Linked DNA regions of Mus musculus: regions 1, 2 and 4 are each linked to region 3. A link is a contact called in public Hi-C and promoter capture Hi-C data. All regions are on one chromosome and are shown on one strand. The core of a region is the stretch at or near the end of the contact, and the rest is flanking DNA. Distances in the headings are between cores, read along the strand shown. Region 1 has its middle 120 kb from the start of Gm31636. Region 2 overlaps Stat4 (signal transducer and activator of transcription 4). Region 3 has its middle 19 kb from the start of Gm33795. Region 4 overlaps Myo1b (myosin IB).

Region 1 (2,700 bases), core at 87-2,586, 190 kb after region 3:
CTAGTTTTAGGAAACCTCCACCTTTGAACCAACATGGAGAAACTTCTCAAAACGTGGCTATCGCTAACAATCTGCCTTCAAGAAAAGTGAGGTTCCTCCCCCTCCCCAGATCCCCCAGTTTTTGTTCTTTTCCTCTTCCAGAAGTTTTCTCTAAGCTAATAAGATGGCACCTCATCTAAGACAATATTTTTGTATCGTATTAATCTGCATATATACACCCATTTCAGAACCACATTTGTGCCTCTATTGCTAGAGGCTCTGACAAGTCCATTTCCACCTGGGAAAAAATAACAAACAGAACAAATACTGCTCAGAGAAATGGCAAGCTTTTCACTCAGCCAAGTCTGATGTTAACACATGCACTCCCAACATTTGAGAGGTTCAGGCAGGAGGACCAGGGGGTCAGTTCATTTTGGTCTAAATGAGAAGTTGGAGCCAGGTATGATTGCTCATGACTTCAACCCCAGCACTTAGAAGGCAGAAGCAAGTGGATCTCTGTGAGTTTTGAGGCCAGCCTGGTCTATGTAGTAAGTTCCAGTGCCAGCTGGGGTTATGTAGAGAAACCCTGTCTCAAAACAACAACAACAACAACAAAAGAAATTGGAAGCTATGTGATAAAAGGAAAAGAAACAAAAGACATATTCGTATTATGTCCTGGAGGGTACATTTGATATGTAGCACATGTATTTACATTCTCTTGTGCTCATAGGCTCTTACTTAAGTATGTTACAGGAAAAAGTGTTAATATGACCAGGTGTGGCTACTACACAAAACTGGCTACCCCCTTGCAAACGTTTTTCAGCAACCAAGGTTTGAAGTGGAAGGCTAAACGTTTTAGTACGTTAAGCCTGTCCTTCAGCACTTGGTGTGAATGACAGCTTATGGATAGACAGGTGGGCAGGCCGTCCCCTAAGCTACAAATGGTTCTTGAAGCTACATGGCTGGTGCTGTGGGCCTCCAAAGACAAAGACTGGCGTCTACAGTCTCCTCTGTGCCTTACTTCAAGTTTGTAAGGGAGCCATTTCCTCCGCTCACTTTTGGAGCTGAGGGATCAGAGTTGGAAGAAGCTCGGTGTGGCAACTCATCCCATTTAACCTGGAAGCTTGCCTTGCTAGAGGAAGGTTTTTCTTGACTTAGCAGCCCCTGTCATAAGATTGCCCTCAGCGACATGCTTTTAAACAGCCGTGTGCCTTTTATTCTTTAGCCACATTACTGTTTCTCTAATGGTGTAGTTGGTTTTGCACAATTAAAAGAATCCAGAATTCCATAGCCTTTCACCTTTGGAACAGGCAGATCTGAGCTGCATCTAATCAGGATGTTCTGGAGATATTTGTGTAACTGTGTTGCAACATGTCGCTGCCCTTTTGAATTCCTTTTCTAAAACAACACATCCTGTCCCTCTGATATTACAACTCGAGTTATGAATATTTTAAGAAATAGAAAAAAAAAACCCTCCATGGTAACAGATTGGTGTGCACACCCCGAACTCAACTAGGAAAGGCCAGGAGGCTGACCCCTCGAGGGGTCATCACTTCTTCCTGGGAAGAACTAGAAGCTTCCTTTCCTCGCCAGGAAGCACTGGAGGTTCTCCACAAAGTAGCCTCGGTGGCTATAGGCGGTTCTGACAAGTTGACAGGAATATGGGTGAGAGATCGAAGAGCTGATGGCATGGTGCAGATGGGAAGTGAGCATGTGGTGTGAGCAGGTAAGCAGGGCTGAGGGCAACTGCATAGCTGGAAAGGAGAAAGAGGAGGAGGAGGAGGAGGAAGCAGAGAGGCAAAAGCTCAGCCAGTTGGATGCCTTCGCACGGTTGCTAATTAATAAACAGACCAACTACATCCCTATGTTGATTCTTCCAGTTTGTGTTTTAGAACTCAATAAAAATGATTTGTCTAAACTATGAAGCTGACCTCAGACAGTGTGACCCTCCCAAATCACAAAGCACCCCGAGTATTTGCATGAGCTTCCATCCCCCCAGTCCCTGCCATCCCCTCCAGTGAAGTACACAGGACAATATGGGCTCCCAATCTCCTCACCCCATCCACCTCATGTAGGGGCTTGGCCTATGGCCTTTCCTCACTAGGGTCAGCCTCCCCAACAACCTCCTCTCTTGCCACCTTCTCAGAAGTTGTAAAAAAAATTTTATAACATTTTGGCAAAAAGAAAAAAATTGCTAGTGGTAAAGTGAGTCCTTTCAAGCATTTAGCTAACTTTAAATGTTTATACCCTTAGTAAGATTCTTCTCTTCGATTTTCCTATCACAGGGACTGGGCATAAAGTGACAAATTGAGTTAAGAATAGATTCAAGTATTTCTACTAAATAAAAAAAAATACCATTTTCATTGACAGTAGACATCATAGAAAACATACAGTCAACCTCTAAAACCCATGGAAATACATAAACTATCCCATCTCTTTATAATTTTCTAGTTAAAACTCTGAAGCTCTCGAGTGGGAACACTTTTGGTTGTTTTTGCTGACTTAGGGACAGGGCCTCATGTTAAAGAAGTATTCTACCCTAAGTTACAGGCTGAGACCTCATTTAAATAGTCCTTACACAGTAGATTATTTTTCTCTCTCCGTGGCTAATTTTATAGCAGTATTATTGCCAGCCTTCTGCCACAGCAAACATGGGACCTGTCAGCCACACAGATTGACTCTGGGGGTGTGTATGAGAACCCGGTAATCTTTTAAAAGCTT
Region 2 (2,700 bases), core at 24-2,523, 170 kb before region 3:
AACCACTGGATCTTTAGAAATCAGCTTTCTAACATCCTAATCGACACCCCCATTGCCCTGTTTGTACCTTGCAGAACTTGGCCCAGGTGAGGTGACCATCATTGTAGTTAGACTGAACTAAAATGAAAGGAAAAAGAAACAAAACTAAATGAAACAAGAATTTTAACGCAACACCGAAATCGTTCATTCTGTGCTCGATTTAATCTCTCCCCACTCTTCTCTTGCAAGCATTTCTTTGGCCTTCCAATGGAGGCACAGTGTGTGAGTGCTTCCTAAGGTCTAATGTGCCATGCTGTGCCTAAGAAGGTCAGTATCTAATAGGAAGCTTTTCTGATGGAGGAGCCAACAATGAGCTTAGGGAGCACCATGGATGGTCGGCACTGGGCATTCGGGCAGAGGGAGAACAGAAGCTCCTCCAGGGAGGAAGCAGAGTGAGGCCAAGGCGCTGTGGGATAACATGCTGCTGGAGATGGTAAGAGCGGCCCAAGGACGGCAACCAGACATCACACAACAAAATCATGTAATTAGGTATAGCTAGATTTAAGTGGAAAAATGGACTAGAAATCATGTAGGCAATATGCAGCCACCAGCTATTTTGATCTAGCACATTGAAATCTTAAGGAAACTACATTCCTGTGGATAATTTGCTAAAGATCCTAAGAACACTATGCTAATCTATACTATTTCTGGTAACATGCTAACATAATTTTTGCGTTAGTTGCTCATTAACATTTTACAAATGTTTACTACTGTATTTATGAACTCAAGACAAAAAAAAACCTATATTAAGTAGAATTTTAAATTGTTGGAAAGGGCAGTTGTATTTGACCACCCACTGTTGAGCCAACAGGTGCACAGAAACAGGTGAAGCTAGCCAACATCACATAAACCAGACGGCAGCCACAGCTTCTGTGCAGAACAAGCGTGGGTACCATAACTGCAAATGCATACAGACTCAGCTGGAGTTAGGTGTACTAGCTTGTCAAAACCCAGCTACGGCTAAGAAATATAGGCAAAGCTTATGAAGCACAGGTGATGTCTGCAAAACCAAGAAACCGAAGCGGCCATAATGTGCAGAATCAAGTCATTGCTCGTGTTTTTAAACTTCTAGCACATTTCCTGTGCTTAGCCCATCGTGTTCTAGTTGGTTAACATTACCATAAAGGCTTCACAGCATATTCAGAGGAAGTGACTTGAGAACACCTAGAAACCAGAGGGTGAACAGAGGGGCCTCAGAGAAGCACCCGTCTGGCCCACAATGTGACTCTGCTGCCTCCTAGCTGTGCGGTGGAGCCATTGACCTCTGATGTCCTCAAATCAATAGAACACTGTTGGGCCCAGGAACATTGTGAAAAATGAAAGTAAAACAACACTTAGCCCTGTGCCTGGCAATACAACATAGGCATCCCATAAAGTGTGACAGCATCGTAATTATTAATAGTAGTAACATAACTGCTTTAAAACTCTCGAGTGCCAAAACCAGAGGAAACCCCGTCTCCCGGCTCTCACCTGTGAGCTTCTCTGCCAGCATGTTGAGCTGCTCTGAATTAAGGCCACGACCGACATAGGATGAAAATTGCCAGCTCATCACTTCCAGGAGTTGGCCCAAAGTGACAGATGGAGGGTTATTAAAGAAAACCAAGTTCTGAAATAGAGGTATGGTGATTATATATCATAACCTAACAGGGAACACTACATTCGCTATATCGCATTCCCGATTTAGATTCTGGGTCAAGTGATGTTAATAATAAATTGTTCATAAAGTTCATCTCCCCATTAGAGTACTTTTGCTCCTTGAATATAATACAACTTGGGGATCCATCTTTCCTGAGAAAATCACTTGACATCTCCTAACTTTCTCTAAACTACCAAACAACAATCATCTCATGACTAACAATGGCTGGTCACATAAACTCCCTTGAAATGATATTAATTGTAAGCATGCTAATTGGCTCACCATGAAAGAGGGCTCTGCATTCAACAAGGATCACAAGACAGGAAGAAGAGAAGTAAAAGTATTTCTAGGGACACCATTGTCTCCTTGAGAAAGGTGGCTGGGAAATGGCTAGTGAGGACAGGGTCTAGTTAAGGTGTAAGAGCTCAGAGTTTGGAGGAAGGTAGAGTTAATAAGTCAAAGTTACTCGTTTAGCTTGGTTTTGTAAGGAGACTAAGAGTCCAGTCTCTAGATCTTCAAGAGGGAACCCAGTTGCTCTGGGAGGGTGAGCATGGTGGCATGTGGTGGCCTTAGCGGGTTCCTAGAAGAATGTTGCTAAGAGATAACAGTGTGGTGCTGTGCTAGGACAGAAGACCCTACTAAGTCTTTCCCGCCACACTCTAAAGTTGAATGTACAGACATGTAGCTCTTAAAGAGAAGTGGCATTTAATGCCAGGAACCACCTCTGGCCTTAAAGTGAATTATCTAGTGGATTCTCCAGCATGAGGGGAATGTCACGACTAGGGAGCCCTCCTGGTTGCAGTTGATGTGTCTTCGATGCCAGGACATCTGGGGATAGGAATGAACAGGGCTGTGCCTTTGTCTGTGTGATTTCCTTTTAAGGAATATTGCATTAAAGGGGAAAGGCACTGAAGGTTGACCTATTTAGGGATCACTTCTTCTTATGCAGTCACCTAATGGAAAGAATTCTTCTGGTAGAAACTGATTTGAGCAAGGAAGAAAAGTTATTCACATTTAAGCTGTTT
Region 3 (2,700 bases), core at 196-2,695:
TACTTCCAAGATAGAAGGAGCAGAGGTTCTTTGTTATTAATATATTTTATATTAGCTTGAGGAAATGTGTTGTTCTTCAGTGAGGAAATAAGTTAATTATAAGGAAAAGAGGGTGTGTGGAAAGGTCCATATCCTTGAATTATAAAATTTCTCTCATTTCCCTCCCACCCCAAAGATTCCCATAACGGTATCTAAATGCATCATGTAAGAAAACTTCTTCATCTACTGCAATTAGTTATTCTCTTATCTACCAATAAGAATTTGCATATGAGCTGTGAGGTAAACTTTTAAAAACAATTTATTCGTAAAGATAGGCAGTGCCTGCTTAGAGAACCTTTCCATGGGAGAGAAGATACTTTGAAAAATATTCTCTGTGTGGAACTTTCTGCTGAAGTTAAAGACAAGATTGTTTCTGTCTTCAGCTTTAGAAGGAGCTGAAAGACTCTGTGCATGAAATAGAAGTGTAATGTTCTTAGAGTATCATGCACTACCTCAGTTCCATGTGCTTAGTAGGTGCTCATTAACTAATCATGCAAACTGCAGAATGGCTCTTGTTGTTTGGGATCATATAGGCTGTGTTTAGAACCACCGGGAACTCGGCAAAACCAAGTCTCATTTAATCCCATTACACGTGTCCATTTCTCAATTCTCCCTTCTTTCTGTGAACTCTGAAATCATGTGTTAGGAGCTGTATTTGGGAAGACAGGCTCAAACATCATAATCATCATACCTTACAAAGACAACACAAAGAGAAAATGTAAAACCAAATCAGAGGCGGGCCAATGTCCTCATGGAGTGTCTTTGTGGTTCTACCTCTGGAGACACCACGTTAGGATAGATTTGACATGAGAGGCAGGATGGGGCCTTCTCTAGGGACTCCTCTTAAACTCTGACTTAGCTCAGCTGGCTAATTGGCTTAGCCTTCCTCATCTGACAAACTCAGGTTTTAAAAACAGAACCAGAGGAGGGCCATTGGTCTGGAGTAAAGGTTATCAGGATAGTAAACAAATTCCCTAAGCCTTCTGTTGAAAAATGCTCAGTGGGGCAGACCTGGCTTTTCCTGTTCTTGGCTGCATCTGCTGTGAGCATAATAGGCTCATTTAAAGTGAAGGGTTTGCCTTGAGATCAGAGCTTAGGGTGGATTCTGTAGTGCAGTGATGATCATAGAGTCCTGCTTTCTCCCACCACTGTGCTCTCTCCTTTATTTCCAACCCATTACCAGTTTTGCCTTATAAAGTTGAATTAAAAGTGGAGGATGGTGGTTCAGTAAGTCATCTTCACTTTATTCTCTAACACTAGACAGTTCCCACTTCCTGGGTGCCTCTGTGCCAGGGAGCTGTGACTGTCTGGTTTTCTGTATTGACACAGTGCTGTAAAGTGACATAGTTGTCACTTTACAGAGCAGTGATAACTTTGTTTTGGTGAATGAAACTTCCCCGACGTGCAGAAAGAGGAAGTGGCAGACCACTCTATCTATTGTTCATGTTCCTGTTTCGCATCTGCCCTCTGAATGGTACACAGTGAGAGGAAGTCCCAGACACTGTGGTCATCACCCATCAGGTTTTAAACGTCTAGCTTGCTGGATCAGAAATTACACTTAGGACCCTCATGCTCTGATGTTACTGCATAGGCAGGGAGGGACTCACTTTTCAAGTGTGTCTACTGGTATTGCACAAGCCACTAACCTTCTCACTCATCACTGAGACGGGATCCTACAGAACAAGGACATGGAGCTAGGCCATAGCCTCGATGGCTTATCTCTCGAAGCTCCTCTAATCAGTCCTATTCCAAACTGGGTGACTAGAGCAGATTATAGAGCCATGGGGTGCAACTTCTGCTGGCCTCATTCCATGCTGTGCAGGCGGTATAAATATGGCTATAAAATCTTGAGCTGCAACTCTAGGCCACGTCACAGAGGTATGACATGACTCGTAACTGGAGCAACACTGGTCAATTAGAAGGGAGGCCGCTCTTTGTGGGAGGAGCATGTTTGGTAGTCTTTGAATTAAGAATCAGACACAATGTCAAAGGCCATGGCCCAAATTAAAAGAAGACCTTGGCACAAGGAAAGGGTGGAGAGAAACCCTCTGTTGCTCACAGAAGAGCATTCCTACAGTGTCCCATGGATTAAATGCCTACAGGGTCTGAAATGGCATAATCAAATCAATTATAATACTGTACCAAACATATAATATTGTACCATTACATAATATATGAATTATCCATTACTACATAAAATAAATTATCCTAGCTCAAAACAACAAACTTATGACATAGTTCCTGAGTATCAGTAATTAAGTGGCGCGTCTAGATGGTTCCCTCTCAGAAGGCAAGTGCTGGGTGAGGAGTCAGGCAGCCAAGGTTTTCAAGATTTGAGAGAGTTGATTTAAATGATTGCTGTCAGGAGGCTGTTAAGCCCAAGTTGCATGTACCCAAAGACCACTAAGGAGCCAATTCCAATGTAAACCATGTAACGGTCTTTATTGTGAGCAAGGTCTCTCTCACCATCATAGTGGGTCAGAGTGAGAGCCCTGAGTCTAGGGGTTCAGGATTTGTATTGCGGATACAGCAAACTTGGGGCATGCATCTATACAGGTCAGCAAGTTAATATTTTAAAAACTACATTTCTGCTGTACTCCGTAGGAACTGAAGATGAGAACGAAGCCATCGGACCACCAGGATGGATAAGTTACTTATTCT
Region 4 (2,700 bases), core at 58-2,557, 150 kb after region 3:
TGGTCATCTTATGTACTCATTCTCCACTCTGAGTGAAGGCATGGACAGCTTTTATTATGGTACTTAGCCAGGACGCCCTGATATTGTTACCCTGTCACAGCCCTTTTAGGACCTCTTGGCCACCAGCGTTTGTGTACTGTGTGTGCTGACCAGAGCAGACACTTAGAGGTTTAACATATCAATGTGCCCATTTCATGCCTATAGTCCAGTGCTACTGTACCATTGAGTTTAAGGTAGAAAGAGGGAAGAGGGACAAACCTGAGCTAGATTAGCAGGTCATTTCTGGCCTTGATTTAATTCAGAGAATGTGTATGAGAGGATGCTGTGCATGTGGCCAAGAACCTGGAATTTTTCAGAGTGTGTATGAGTTTGAAAAGTATAAAAATGGGGAAAATTACTGGGCAATTTTTAGGAAGCTGTTTGATTGTAAGTTTTTGGTTTGGGGCCATGGTATAGTTTCTTGTAGTGAGTTACCTGTCGGAAGCCACATTTATGTGGAAACAGGAAACCCCTTTGCTCGCCGTAGGGTTGGTTGCTTGTACTTCTGACCTTAATGTAGTCTTTTCAAACAGTGAGCATGCTTATTTCTCCTGCCAGGAGATGTGTGCTGTGTTTCCAGAATACTCTCTTGCTCCTGAGTGTTGAACAAACTTGCTGTGCTCAGATCAGCTCTTGTGGAAATTACATGATTGGCCAGTGTTTTCCCATCAATATGCAAGATACTCTCAAAAACATGAACTTTGACTTAGTTGAGCATGGAAAGCAGTAAATAATCCAAATCATCACTCCTTACTGATAGAAAATAAACTTTGTTTTGGAAACTTTGGCCAGCATTAGGAGGGGAATGTTGTCAATCTACATAAAGAATTCCGAGCTCTTGCCTCAAATCCAGAAATCATACATTTCCTGAAGTTTTTTTTTTTTTTTTTTCCCAAGCAAATGTTGTTACCTGAGGACTCTGCTGTGGAGGTTTTCCTTTCCTGATGAGACGTTTCTCTCACAAACAGCAGGCGCTTGATTGTTTCTCTTAAAGGAGAGAAATGCAGTGCACGTAAATGTACCCACTTACCTCACAGAAAATCCCTTGTACCAATGATTGAAGAAACTTGTGTTCATGGAAGAACCCAGAGCTCAAAGGAAGTGCTTCCTTCCAGCACCAGTGAACAACAATGTCTATTCTGGGGATGTAGTGAACATACTTGAGAGCCTGCTCTTCCCTTGGGTTTTGTGTGGAATGAGTAAATGCTGGTCAGAGGAGATCATAGCCTCCTGAGGGCAGGGCCTTTGCCTTGCTGGAAGTGGGAGGGGTTAAGGGTCAGTGGCTTGGATTGTTTCTGGAATTGCAACTTAGGGGCCTTGGGGACAGTCACAGGAAGAGCACTGCCTTTGTTAGCAAAGTAGAAGATTCCTGATTTCTGGTTCAGTCTAGGGCTGGCCTTTCTTGAAATAAATATGATCACAGAGTCTGAGCACACAAGTAAAGTTTCACTCATATTTAATACTCAGTTAGATATTTTCTGTTGAACAAGAGTTTTATTCTAAAATGGTTTTGAACCGCACTTGATTGCACGATCGTGAGAACAACATCCTAAAACACAAGACTACTCCCGTCCCCCAGAAACCCAGCTTTACTCTGAATCTGTGAACCATGAGACCAATGTATTTCCTAAGCCGTGAAGCAAATAGAAGACAAGAGATGGAGCCAGAATTAGTAGCTTGACGTAGACACCATTCTACCATGTTGGCTTCTGACTCCGATTGGGTTTTGGATTTGAGGCCACGCACACTTTTCTGACTGTGTGAACTTCCTTTGTACTGAGGGTGAGGTGACTCTGGGTCCTATCTGTTGGGGACGGAGACACAAAGGGCAGATACTCCAACCCCAACACATCTGGGTCACTCTGGAAAGGAGCTGCCTTCTGGGGCCTTTGTGATTCTGTTTTCTGTTACAGCTGAACAGAATCTTACATGTAATTACGTCAGTTGTGTTTGATGTTATGACTAGGACTAATTATTAGAGCAGCATAGCAAAGAAGGAAGCAGAGAAACACCTTTATTTCTTTCCTCCCAGAACACAAATGGAATCTTGGCCATGCTGGATGAAGAGTGCCTGAGACCCGGCACTGTTACAGATGAGACCTTCCTGGAAAAGCTGAACCAAGTCTGTGCCACCCACCAGCACTTTGAGAGCAGGATGAGCAAGTGTTCCCGCTTTCTCAACGACACAACCCTGCCCCACAGCTGCTTCAGAATCCAGCATTATGCTGGCAAGGTACCCCACGATGTTGTCCCCAGGGCTCCTGTGCCTCCTGGGAGAGGGTGTGCTGAGCACAGCTTCTGTAGGAGACTAGTGAGAGCAGCCAGTGCTCACTGGCAATTGAGCCTGGACCACGGTGAGCTACGTCTTGTTAACACAAGAAGATGGAAAACAAACCAGCGGTCTTAATGAACACTACAAAGTGTCTTTATGTCATTTTATTATTTTTAGCTCTTAAGCTGTTCTATCAAATAATACAGATAAAGGGTTGGTAAATTGTGCCAGACGAAAGGCCTACTGTAAGGTTTTAAAAGCACAAAACATTTAGCAAAAATCAAGAATTCTTCAGTTGAAATTTTGAGAGAAACTGGGGGAAATACCTAGTTAAAAATTCTTTTCCTCTGTATTTGAGGAAGTTGATCTCAATAAAACAGTTTGAATAG

Evidence for each region. Promoter capture Hi-C pulls out the DNA fragments that hold promoters and counts their contacts. A called contact is a pair of places that touch in the nucleus more often than the background predicts. Capture Hi-C pulls out chosen DNA fragments and counts their contacts.
Region 1: a contact with region 3 is called in a promoter capture Hi-C map of liver. The contact joins two enhancer-like sites. A contact is called at or near these places in 3 of 39 promoter capture datasets (cranial neural crest, embryonic stem cells and liver), 2 of 15 datasets of contacts at CTCF or cohesin (the NIH/3T3 cell line and pro-B cells), 11 of 484 Hi-C or Micro-C datasets (beige adipocytes, bone marrow-derived macrophages, embryonic stem cells and 2 more), 14 of 115 datasets of contacts at active chromatin or transcription factors (embryonic stem cells, expanded potential stem cells, large pre-B cells and 2 more) and 1 of 9 other capture datasets (embryonic stem cells).
Region 2: a contact with region 3 is called in a Hi-C map of CD8 T cells, with 2.9 times the contacts expected there. The contact joins two enhancer-like sites. A contact is called at or near these places in 6 of 39 promoter capture datasets (the C10 cell line, the HPC-7 cell line, embryonic stem cells and 2 more), 1 of 15 datasets of contacts at CTCF or cohesin (large pre-B cells), 57 of 484 Hi-C or Micro-C datasets (3T3-L1-derived adipocytes, B cells, the BV-2 cell line and 38 more) and 2 of 115 datasets of contacts at active chromatin or transcription factors (the HPC-7 cell line and large pre-B cells).
Region 4: a promoter capture Hi-C map of adipose tissue shows a contact between it and region 3. The contact joins two enhancer-like sites. A contact is called at or near these places in 9 of 39 promoter capture datasets (cranial neural crest, embryonic stem cells, frontonasal cranial neural crest and 5 more), 1 of 15 datasets of contacts at CTCF or cohesin (large pre-B cells), 28 of 484 Hi-C or Micro-C datasets (the AML12 cell line, the C2C12 cell line, adipose-derived mesenchymal stem cells and 15 more), 6 of 115 datasets of contacts at active chromatin or transcription factors (cardiomyocytes, double positive thymocytes, embryonic stem cells and 3 more) and 4 of 9 other capture datasets (adipose tissue, bone marrow-derived macrophages, liver and 1 more).

What each region holds. Positions count from the first base shown.
Region 1 is chr1:51,739,652-51,742,351 of GRCm38.p6, reverse strand. No RefSeq gene overlaps it. Among named protein-coding and RNA genes, the nearest start is that of Gm31636, 120 kb to the right of the region's middle. Within about 2 kb of position 1,336, at least 13 of the 459 cell types and tissues checked have an H3K27ac peak or open chromatin away from gene starts, as enhancers often do. A contact at or near this core is called in liver, where this site is marked.
Region 2 is chr1:52,099,269-52,101,968 of GRCm38.p6, reverse strand. Stat4 (signal transducer and activator of transcription 4) reads right to left here. Exons shown (of 24, transcript NM_011487.5): 17 at 1,510-1,645; 18 at 68-117. Among named protein-coding and RNA genes, the nearest start is that of Gm31812, 13 kb to the left of the region's middle. Within about 2 kb of position 1,273, at least 45 of the 459 cell types and tissues checked have an H3K27ac peak or open chromatin away from gene starts, as enhancers often do. A contact at or near this core is called in CD8 T cells and DN3 thymocytes, where this site is marked.
Region 3 is chr1:51,933,471-51,936,170 of GRCm38.p6, reverse strand. No RefSeq gene overlaps it. Among named protein-coding and RNA genes, the nearest start is that of Gm33795, 19 kb to the right of the region's middle. Within about 2 kb of position 1,445, at least 117 of the 459 cell types and tissues checked have an H3K27ac peak or open chromatin away from gene starts, as enhancers often do. A contact at or near this core is called in CD8 T cells, DN3 thymocytes, adipose tissue and 1 more, where this site is marked.
Region 4 is chr1:51,779,133-51,781,832 of GRCm38.p6, reverse strand. Myo1b (myosin IB) reads left to right here. Exons shown (of 31, transcript NM_001161817.2): 16 at 2,072-2,272. Among named protein-coding and RNA genes, the nearest start is that of Myo1b, 140 kb to the left of the region's middle. Within about 2 kb of position 1,307, at least 16 of the 459 cell types and tissues checked have an H3K27ac peak or open chromatin away from gene starts, as enhancers often do. A contact at or near this core is called in adipose tissue, where this site is marked.